Regions from separate parts of the Pungitius pungitius genome. Here region 1 is linked to region 2. Evidence: chromatin contacts called from public Hi-C data. All regions are on one chromosome and are shown on one strand. The core of a region is the stretch at or near the end of the contact, and the rest is flanking DNA. Distances in the headings are between cores, read along the strand shown. Region 1 holds the start of LOC119194821 (cysteine-rich protein 2-like). Region 2 holds the start of flvcr1 (FLVCR choline and heme transporter 1).

Evidence for each region. A called contact is a pair of places that touch in the nucleus more often than the background predicts.
Region 1: a contact with region 2 is called in a Hi-C map of muscle, with 6 times the contacts expected there. The contact joins the promoter of LOC119194821 here to the promoter of flvcr1 in region 2. A contact is called at or near these places in 2 of 2 Hi-C or Micro-C datasets (both in muscle).

The regions. Positions count from the first base shown.
Region 1 is chr20:1,442,080-1,446,983 of fPunPun2.1, reverse strand. It overlaps LOC119194821 (cysteine-rich protein 2-like), which reads right to left and starts at 1,340. Exons shown (of 8, transcript XM_037449234.2): 1 at 1,182-1,340. The coding sequence starts at 1,224. LOC119194987 reads left to right here. Exons shown (of 7, transcript XM_062559831.1): 6 at 4,676-4,704.
Region 2 is chr20:1,225,260-1,230,625 of fPunPun2.1, reverse strand. It overlaps flvcr1 (FLVCR choline and heme transporter 1), which reads right to left and starts at 2,147. Exons shown (of 11, transcript XM_062559696.1): 1 at 1,458-2,147; 2 at 1,066-1,210; 3 at 803-943; 4 at 571-638; 5 at 21-130. The coding sequence starts at 2,120. LOC119195210 (spermatogenesis-associated protein 45-like) reads left to right here and starts at 2,150. Exons shown (of 2, transcript XM_037449964.2): 1 at 2,150-3,648; 2 at 3,796-4,208. The coding sequence starts at 3,408. The coding sequence ends at 3,815.

The DNA of each region.
Region 1 (4,904 bases), core at 91-2,590, 220 kb before region 2:
GTCTAGAGACGGCGTCGTCACGGAAACGTAGCCCCCCCCCCCCAGCTCCCCTCCGTTTCCCACTCATGTTAAAACAGTTAGCGCTGTTAGCTTCTAGCTAAGGAAATGCTGGTAAATCTTGTAATTCATCTTTTGTTTTTCCCATTTTCCGTAGATGGCTTTTGCTTTAATTAATGTCACAAAAACAACTTGATAGATACTGAAAACCTGGGAGCTTAAATTACAGAATTAGAACAATGAGCTGAGCTTAAAGAAGTGTGTAAAACCCTTCTCCACCACAATAAATTCCCTGTGCAGCAACACAGGCCAGAGGAAACCTATTTGAGCATCTTTAACCCAGAAGGAGGAGAGGAGCTGCAGGTTATTGCTCCTTCAGAAGAAAGATGATGACGGAACAAAGAGAAAATCGATCCACGCGTGAGCGACGGGTAAATTATTTACAACGCCATGTGGTGTGAAGCTGCAAATTAAGGAGAGGCTGCGACCCGATATTTGGGCTCTGAACCCTCCTGCCTGGGGGGAAGAACTGGTCATTTAAAGCTGGTCATTTGTCAGGAGCTGTCGACTAACACAGGAGGCCGGCTCTTATCTGAAGATAGTGAAGCATTTATAGCCCATCAGTCAGTCTGAGGCTCACCAGCTGAGGCATTCTGGGACATTTTTGAGGCGGATCGAGGCAGCGCAGCCGTCACGTCATTACAACAAACAGGTTATAAAATGGGATGTTTGGTCCTTGTTTTAACTCATCTTTACAGTCCAATGGACACAGAGCAGCTGCAGCGTCACACAACAGGAAAAGTACTTTCAAATAGTTCTTAGTACTGTATTTAAATTATTGCTCATAAGATTGTATTTAATCTAATATGATGACGTCACACATTGTAGTTTTTATCCACATATTAATAACTTATCCCTTTGAATTCTTCAGTAGATTTGGGTGTGACGTCACCATATTCTCTTTCTCCATAAAGCCCCCCTGCACCACAAACCCGCTCACGTCCTGCTTTCAGCGAGGGTTTGCATTACGTCACTCACGCTACTCACGTGACTACGATAATTCTTAGACCCTTTTCTATCGGCTCCATCCCTGCTTGATAACACGTCTCCCTGATAACGAGCGCGCTGCGTCGAAGCCCGCGGATCCACGCAAAGAAGCTCGCGACCGGATGGAGGAGACTCACCGAAATAAACCGTCTTGTCGCATTTGGGACATTTTGACGCCATGTTCCGCGTGAACGAAGACAAAAGAGTCCTTTTCCGTCCGTGTGTGGCCGTCTCCTCGGAGGATGGTGATGGAGGCAGAGTACCGCCGCTCGCAGCCTCCCGTTGGCTCGCCCGCCACTCGCCCCGCCCCCACGATGACGTCACGCCTTTCCTCAAGCGCGGTGTCTAATGCGCTCCAACGAGAGTCTTGTCTTGCTCTGGATAAATAAGTTGTTTTCTTTCCTGGCGAATAAATACACAGAAAAGAAAACACCTTATTGATCTTTTGTATTCTTATTATTATCACTATTATGATGGTGTAATTCCTTATAAATGCACAGGTAAGAAACATTGCGTTATTGTCCAAGTCCAATCCAACACAAGATCAGAACCATGAAGACATGTTATAATAAGAAGGGACTAATATGGACTTTGTGGAACGCAGCAGATCCACATGATGCGCTGTGATCGTGGGTCAGGTGTTTCATCCTAAATACAAGCCCCCAATCCATCCGTGTCAGCGGCTGTGTTTGTGTCCTGGTGTGGTTGCTAGGCGACGCTGAATGTTAAGTGATGCTCTGCAGCTCCCAGGAGAGCTGCTCTGCACATTCCTGGCTCCCAGATACGAGGAGGAGGCCCTTTGTCTGGACTTTACCAGAACAAATCACTGCAAATTTAAATATCAGTTCAATTTTTCATATTAAAAAAAAATGCAATTTTGTCAGTGTAGACCTCCAGAAATAACTTCTACATATTTCCCCTTTTCCCAGTGTTTAACCAAACTAAACATTGTTTTCAGTCAGGTCGTGGTTCACAAGCCAATTGGTGCTTTTTTGTGATGGAAAAGCAGCTACATTTAAACATTCACGTCACTAAAATAAACATCAAGCATCAGTGCAGATCAGGTTGAGCTGATTCTGTGTTTATGGAGTCTAATCCAAGTGTCACTCCTTAAGACCTTCTGAAAGGCGAGGGGATGAACACATGAACAGAGTCAGCGTGGCGCCCCTGGGCTTCGGCCATCTGGGGGCTGGGAACGCACTCATCCTAAAATAACCACAAGCGGACCAAGCCTCTGCAGAGCTTTGTCCCAGACGTCCCCGAGGACGGGAAGTCCTGACAAGACTCACATCTGCATCCCACGTTGTGCCTTCCTGTGACTTTCTCATCACGTGGATGATTTTAAATGAGGCCTGTGGGTTTTTTCCTGATAGTGTTTAAACTTCCTCACTCTCACTTCCTTTTAGTGAGCTTTGTTTCTTAATCCATTCAGTTACAGCATTTCCTGCATTATAACCACTAATAAAATGACCCTTCTTCTACTCATGAATGTCTTGTGAGGTGTTTTAAAGTCTTTCAAAATAGAAGTTGGAAATATTTAAATATTTTAAAGCATGTTGGCTCTAGAGGGTCCGATCTGAATACATTTGTGATTCTGTGTGGATTGAATCATTTTGAGACTCATTTGACCACATATGGTTTGGTTAAAGTCAACAGACACACCTTTGACTTCCTCAATTCATTTATCGGGCCCTTGTTGGTCGGCTTGTATGTCGGCAACAGAAGTGCATCATGGGAAAGAACTCAGGGTGAACTTAAGAGATTAGTGCAGTTTGTGTGTTGCTGCATCAGATCAGATAACTGAATGCAGAGATGTTTGACTTTAAGTTGAGCAACAACTGACGCACTTTATTATCAAGAGGAAATAGATTCAAGGTTTATCTTTAAGACGGAAGACGCAGAGAGACGAGAGACGCAGAGAGACGAGTAAAAGACGCAGAGAGACGAGAGACGAGAGACGCAGAGAGACGAGTAGAGGACACAGAGAGACGAGTAGAGGACACAGAGAGACGAGTAGAGGACACAGAGAGACGAGTAGAGGACACAGAGAGACGAGAGACGCAGAGGAACCATGGCTGAATTGGGAGGGATTGAAAGCTGTTTGTTCCTGATTGTGATGCTTCAGTTTGCAGGTAAGAACACATAGAATGTGTGTATGACTACAGAAACACTAGAAAGATCATTTACTAATGGATGAATGTTATTTAGAAGCAAAGCTTCATTTAAAGAAGACACACAAGTAGTCTGTTTGTTTCCAGCAGGTGAATCGTGACTTTAATGAACTCTTAGAAACCAACAATGAGGCACATTTGTAAACTGTTGTTGTGTCTAAAATGATCTTCACACTGACACTAAAAGTCATGTTTTATTTCTCCTTGTTCCTTTTACTTCTCTCTCATCTTCTTAGAAGTAGAAACAGCAGTATCTTTTCTCCCCCTCACTGTTGAAGATGGAGATGACGTCACTCTGCCTTGTGACATTGGGGGAAGAGATCGGGAGAACTGTGACTCTATTAAGTGGAGGTTCCCTCGTTCCATTATTAGATCACCAGTAAATGTGGTTACAAACGGGCAGATTGATGAAGAATCCAAAGCTGAATCAGACAGACTCAGGGTTTCAGAGAACTGTTCTCTGGTTTTGAAGAAGGTCAAAGGTCAGGATGCTGGTTATTATTCCTGCAGTCTGTCCAGCCCAAGAAGACCAGAACTATTGGATATTTTTCTGTCTGTTGTTACTTGTAAGTATTTACAACTTGATGTTTTCTGTCTTTTCAGAACAACATATTTGATACCTTTGCTTTGTGGGGTTGTATTAAGACTTCTTTGTCTCACAATGTCTCCGTCTCCACCAGTGACAAAACACGAGGACAACGATGAAGTGACGTTAAACTGCACTGTGTGGACATATGAAGGATGTGAACACACAGTGAAGTGGAGATTAAATGGTCATGTTGTGAATCCAGACAACAGAGACATGAAGACATCACAGTCTCTCTGCTCCACCTCTCTGTCCTTTAAGACTTCTCATGTCTTCTACACATCGAGCTTCACTTCATTGAAGTGTGAAGTGACCGATAGGGACAAAGTGATGCAGTTTTCTCTCAGGAATTCTCCCTCAGGTGATGAAATCACTTTAATTTCCTTTATTATGGATTGTAAGTTGTATTTATTTAGTTGTGTTAATTTGTTCAGGTGAAGACCAAACAACAACTGAATCAACACCAACTGAAGAGGACACAAAAGCAGGAGACACAACAACTTCTGCAATGAGAGAAGCTTCAGCAGAACCACAAAGAAGTGACTCTACATGTTGTGTCTCTATGTGGAATCTCTCTTCATCACGTGATAATATTGTGATTGATTGAGGATAAATTAGCTCTTTATAATCCAACATCTTTCTGTCTCTCGTCTCCTGGAGTCTAAAAGCTTTGAGGAACAATGGTTTCATTTCTTCCTGGTTGCAGTCTGGTGGAAGTTGGTCCTTCTCTGCGTTGGATTAGCAGCACTCATCATCACAGTTGTGGCCGTCAACATGTGGGCGAGAGTCAAAGGTGAAGAACGTTCTCATGTGGAATCTGACAAGAGAGGATTTCTGCTGGTGAAACTAAAGCGACTCTTTCTTTTGTCTCCAGAGAGGAGGACACAGACGGAGGAACACGCTGTGAGTTTAAACAACTTCATAATGAAACGCTTCAGTACTTCATGACCTTCTCATCGAGTCCTTCTTCACTCCAACACGAGTGGCTTTAGAGGTTCTTCATGCTGTGAGATCCCAGAGTTCACCTCCACACGTTAAAAGCTTTAGAAACAAGCTAATCATGGATTCATTGTCCAAGTTGGTTCACTTTGACTCTTCATTAA
Region 2 (5,366 bases), core at 898-3,397:
TGTGTGTGTGTGTGACCTACTTGTACATCTTGGTGTGGTCCAGCCACACGCCGCACAGGATGGAGCCGACCATTCCGGCCACCACCAGCGTCAGGCCGATCCTCCCCGCGTTCAGCTCCTGGTCCTGGTCCTGAGGACAGAGGACACGTGGAGGACAGATCCAGGTGGACCATGAGACAGTCACAAGTTGGGGTTTAGGGATTTGCAGTGTTTCTGCTGGGAGAGGGCTCTTAAGTCGCCTGAGAGTTTTAGAAGTTCATGCAAAGGTGAACATCTCTAAGCGTGTGTGTGTGTGTGTGTGTGTGTGTGTGTGTGTGTGTGTAGCAGGGATTGTGGGTATTGCTTAGATAAGCAGAAACTGAATCAGCCTTTCTGTCCATCTGTCAGCGTGAGAAAGAGGCTCCGTGTTTCTCTGTCGTTGACTGTGTGTGTGTGTGTGTGTGTGTGTGTGTGTGTGTGTCTGTGTGTGTGTGTGTGTAGCGATGGGCAGCAGGCATGCGTGAAACAGCTTCTAACACCTCTCTCTGGACCGAAGGTGACGTCGCAGGTGGACTATGGGTGTTTATGTACCTTGTAGCAGTCCATGATCATCTGGTTGAGGAGGGTGGAGACGGAGTAGAAGGAACCCGTCATGATGCCTGCAAGCACAAAGGTCCCACTGAGGTCACCCCTCATACCACTGGCATCGTTTATTATTTGATGTCCACTGGTCCCGTGTCCGGCCCCCCTGATTGGCTGTTGCTGAGCGACGGGGTGAGAGTGCATGACACACACACACACTCACACACACACACACACTGACCGTAGCTCACTAGCAGCAGCACGAACGCCTTGTTCCTCATCAGGTTGACGATGGAGCGCTTGTAGGAGTAATCCTCAGCGGGGGAGCTGGGCAGGACGGCCTGGGCGTGGCTGGGGGGGAGCAGAGGGCGGTCCTTGATCACTGTGGGACACAAGGGGGAGGAGGCATTCAGGTGCACGTCATTCATTCCAACCAGAGTACAGGTGTAATGCAACGTATTGTTACGTAGGTGTGTGTGTGTGTGTGCGTGTGTGTGTGTGTACCGATCACGGTGAGGATGAACAGGGCGGTGGAGACGGCGGCGGTGCCGTAGAACATGACGCTGATGTTGTGGCCCGTGAGTTCGATGTTGTCGGGCGTGTTGGGAACCAACACCGGGGGCAACAGGAAGCCAATGGCTGTTCCTAACTGAAGGGGGAGGGAGGGGGGGGGGGGTATCAACTACTGTTCGGTTCCATTATATTTCATTAACTATTTATTTCCTCCACACACTGCATCTCTCTTCCTCAAATGTCATGCTGTACTTTAAACGTAGTTAAAAGAAATAACCGCCATCAAAAGCGTTTTAAAACATAGTTGCGCATCAAAGTAATCCAAAGCACCACAATATTAAACACACAAATTACGTCGTGCACACACACACACACACACACACCTGGTTGCCCAGCACGGCCGTGGCGCACGCGGTGGAGACCTCGCGGGGGCCGAACCACACCGAGGCGATGCGCGAGGGCAGGCCGAGGATGAACACCTGCGCCACGGAGCAGATCACCTGCGCGCCCACGGTCACCGCGAACCGCGCGGGCCCGGCGCTCGCGCACTTCAGCCACGCGCCTGCGCAGTTGAGTCCGGCGCCCAGCAGGGCCGTGAGCCGCAGCCCCCTGCGGTCCAGCAGCCAGGTGGCCGGGAAGATGAGCGGCACGTAGACCGCCATGTAGACGATGGACAGCCAGTCCACCTTGTCGTTGGTCACGCCGTAGAAGCGCGCGAACACGTTGGCGATGATGCCGTACTGGATCCACTGGAAGGCGTTGACCAGCGACGACAGGCTGAACACCGCCAGCACGGCGAAGCGGCGCCGGGACAGCCCGGTCTCCGGCTCCGCTCCTCCCGCGCGGGGCAGCATCGCCTCGCTCTCATCCGGCGGCAGCTCCTTCTCCCGCTCGGCCTCCGCCTCCCCGGCCCCGCCCGTCGGCGCCGCCGCGTACGTCGGATCGGACGCTCCCCCCGGCTCCGGGGTCTTCCGGCCCCCCGCGACGTCGTCGAGTCCGCCGGTGTCCGCGCGCACATGTTCCTGCGCGAGCAAACCGGGGACCATGATGCCGGTGTTCACGCCTCCTCCCCCCCCCCCTCCCGAGAGAGGCAGGAAGCGAGCACGAAGCACAGCGACGATGCTTCAGAGAGAAACGACTCAGAGAGAAACACGTTAAGACACACGGGGACTTTAAAGGAGACATCCGCTGTGTCTCTGTCTCATTCTCTTACTGCCCCCCCCCCCTCTCTCTCTCTCTCTCTCTCTCTCTCTCTCTCTCTCCCCCTCTCTCTCTCTCTCTCTCTCTCTGTCTCTCTGTCTCTCTCTCTTTTGTGTAGCCAGGATGTCGCGCGAGTTGCGGATGAGCCAATAGAAGAGCAGCTCGCTCTGGTGCTTTGTGTTGCTTCACGGGGGTTTTATTTATATATATAATTTATATCCTTCTCTTTCTTACAGAGCCGTTGCACTTTTACCACACAAAATAAGAATTAGAATGAGAAAATAGGAATTAGAAAGGCATTGTTACAACTAAGCATTTACGTGATTATAATAAAATGTCGCCATTTTAGTCCTTAATAAACAAATTAAATATATGTTTCATCTCAGGTCGAGATCCTGTCTGTTCTAAAAGGGTGAAATATGATAATAGATGTAATAAAATCTGTGTGTGTTCAAATATGCAAATGAAGGCAACAAAAGAAAGAAATAGGAAAACTAAATCTAAATTTGAGAAGAAATGAATGAAAGAATATGACCCCCGGCTGCTCGGGCCTAACTGACCACGTGCTCAGCTCTTTACCTCTAATCCTAATCAGCGTTTGACCCAGTGTGACTCCAAAGGGGAATCCCAGGAAACTCCCTGTAATGGTTTAAGCAATGATTTTTAAATGAAAGCAAACCCCAAATGTTTCAGCTTTATTATATTTATTAATATGTCCCAAATAAAAATGAATGAGAACGTTTATATCCAAAGCGAGTTATGATTCAGGCTGTGAATAATTCATCAGATGAGCTCTGAGCGAGGAGGTCTCACTCTGTCTCTGTTTCAGAGTACCACCATCAGCAGATAGCTGTCCTTCAGACAACAGGAGACAATACATCACATGTCTACGTCCTCCTGGTCTGTATCGAAAAAGGAACATCGGAGAAGATTGTCCAGGATTTTAAATGATGTTCTAAACTCTCACAGTAACTCATCGCTTCAAGTATAAAAGATCTTTGGGGCGCGCTTCTTCTTCAGGTTTCTCAGTTGTCATGGAAACGGCAGCCTCACAAACCGACGCCACCGTCGATAATTTACAGCGGGACAATAAAACAAAAAACAAACAATAGACAGCCACAAATTAGACCCACATGTCTGCAGCTGAGGAGCCGGCTCTCCTGGAGCTGAACCTCCGCAGGGAGACGTGGTGTCAGGTGGAGGTGAACCCCCGGCGCTGCTGGGAGAGGACCGAGAGGAGACACTACCGGGCTCACCTGCGCACCAACCCGGTCCTCCTCACCGCCCTGACCGGCGGGCCGCAGCGCGGTTCGGCCCGCGAGGAGCGGCCGCCCGCCGCCCGCCTCCCGGAGAGAAGGCACTTCGAAGAGAGCCGTAAGGAGGATGTTAGAAACACCATTTAAAATGAATCCAGGGAGCTTCGTATCATGTGAAGCCATGTGTGTTTAAAGCCTTCATTGAACAGAAATTTGAAGTTATTATTTCTTTATGTGTATATAATGCCTGGTTATTCTTCTGCAGATCAGTCACATCTGGTGTAACATCTGGACCTGAAGGAACTCCAACGATTACGGGCCAGAATACATCACAATATAATATCTCTTCATAAGAGGAGAACTACAAGTATCCACCTCATTTGTAGATGTGTCCGTCTGCCTCTAATAAAATGAAATAAACAAGTGTGTTATCTTCCAAATGTGAGACTCGTTCACCAGAGGATCAGGACTAAGGGGCTCGTTCCCGAGAGCAAAGAGAAGGGAAACATCTGCAGAGGAGATCCAGCTGTGTCGAGGCTGGCGGAGCCCACGCAGATGTGGTCCGGAGGGAGCTGCTGGACCAGCTGGTCTCTCTGTGCGGAGACATCACAGATGTGTCGGTTGTCTTTTGTCACAAAGTGTATTAACAAACAGATTAAAGATCACCTTACAACAACATATTGCTCTCCTACTTCCACTTTAAATCCAAGTGATAAACAGGGTGTGACTGTGTATGTGTGTGTGTCTGTGTGTGTGTGTGTGGGGGGGGGGGGGGGGGGTGGTTTGGAGGTTTAACCAGTTAAACCTGCTTTATATCAAAGTATGGATCTGTGTTTCATGAGCCTGTTTAATTCTGTAAGAACGGAGAGGGTGCAGCGGTGTGTGTGTGTGTGTGTGTGTGTGTGTGTGTGTGTGTGTGTGTATAATGGTAAATATGTTACATAGTCTTATGCTCAAAGAGTGATTATTGTCTGTATTGAAGTATGAATGTGTATTAATGTGAGAAGAAAAGGGAGATTCTTTTGCAGCTGTGTAAAGGAGGACAGTCTTGAACAAAGGAACTCTGTTACCTCGACTTTAACCTTGGTTCTTATCTCAACTTGGTTTGCAACATTTCACTCCTGCCACTGAGGATGACCTTCGTGTGTGTGTATAAAAGCTCAGCGCTTTGACTGCTCGGAGACGCCGTCTCCACAGAGCATCGTGTATTTGACCTCCTGCTTGAACTTTGATCCTTCATCAAGACTCTGTTTTACTAGATGAACCCAGAACCAAATCATTCTCTTCTCCCAAACTAGTTTTATTGAAATATTCCACAACAGTGTAACGTGTCTGTGTGTGTGTGTGTGTGTGTGAGACGCTCTCCAATAGAGCGAGAGTGTGTGTTCTCTGTGTTCTTAACACTGCGACAGAGCTGCTTCAAGCCCTGAGGAAAAGACATCTTTCATCAAGACATTTAAACACCCTTTTAGATATTTTCTTTCTGGCGTCGCCCCCAGTGGCCATTCAGGGGAATGCAGCTGTAACAACAGGTGGTCTGCTCACAAGTGACCATGCATTGCACCTTTGTGATGTGCGGACTTCACTTCACCTGTAGAATATTTCATTTTCAGATTCAAAGTTGTGAGAGAAGATGAAAATCAGTGTTGAGGATTGGAGCCACTGCCTGAAAGCCGGGTGCTGCTTTGAATAACAATGAATAAGAAAAGGTAAATACGCCCCGGCCTCCCCTCAGGTGTTCCTCACCTGGACGCCGCTCAGCCGGCTGGATTCGGTTACTCTCACAATGTGTCTGCTCAATAAGCCCGGCGGGGGTGGGGTGTGGATTGTTTTGCT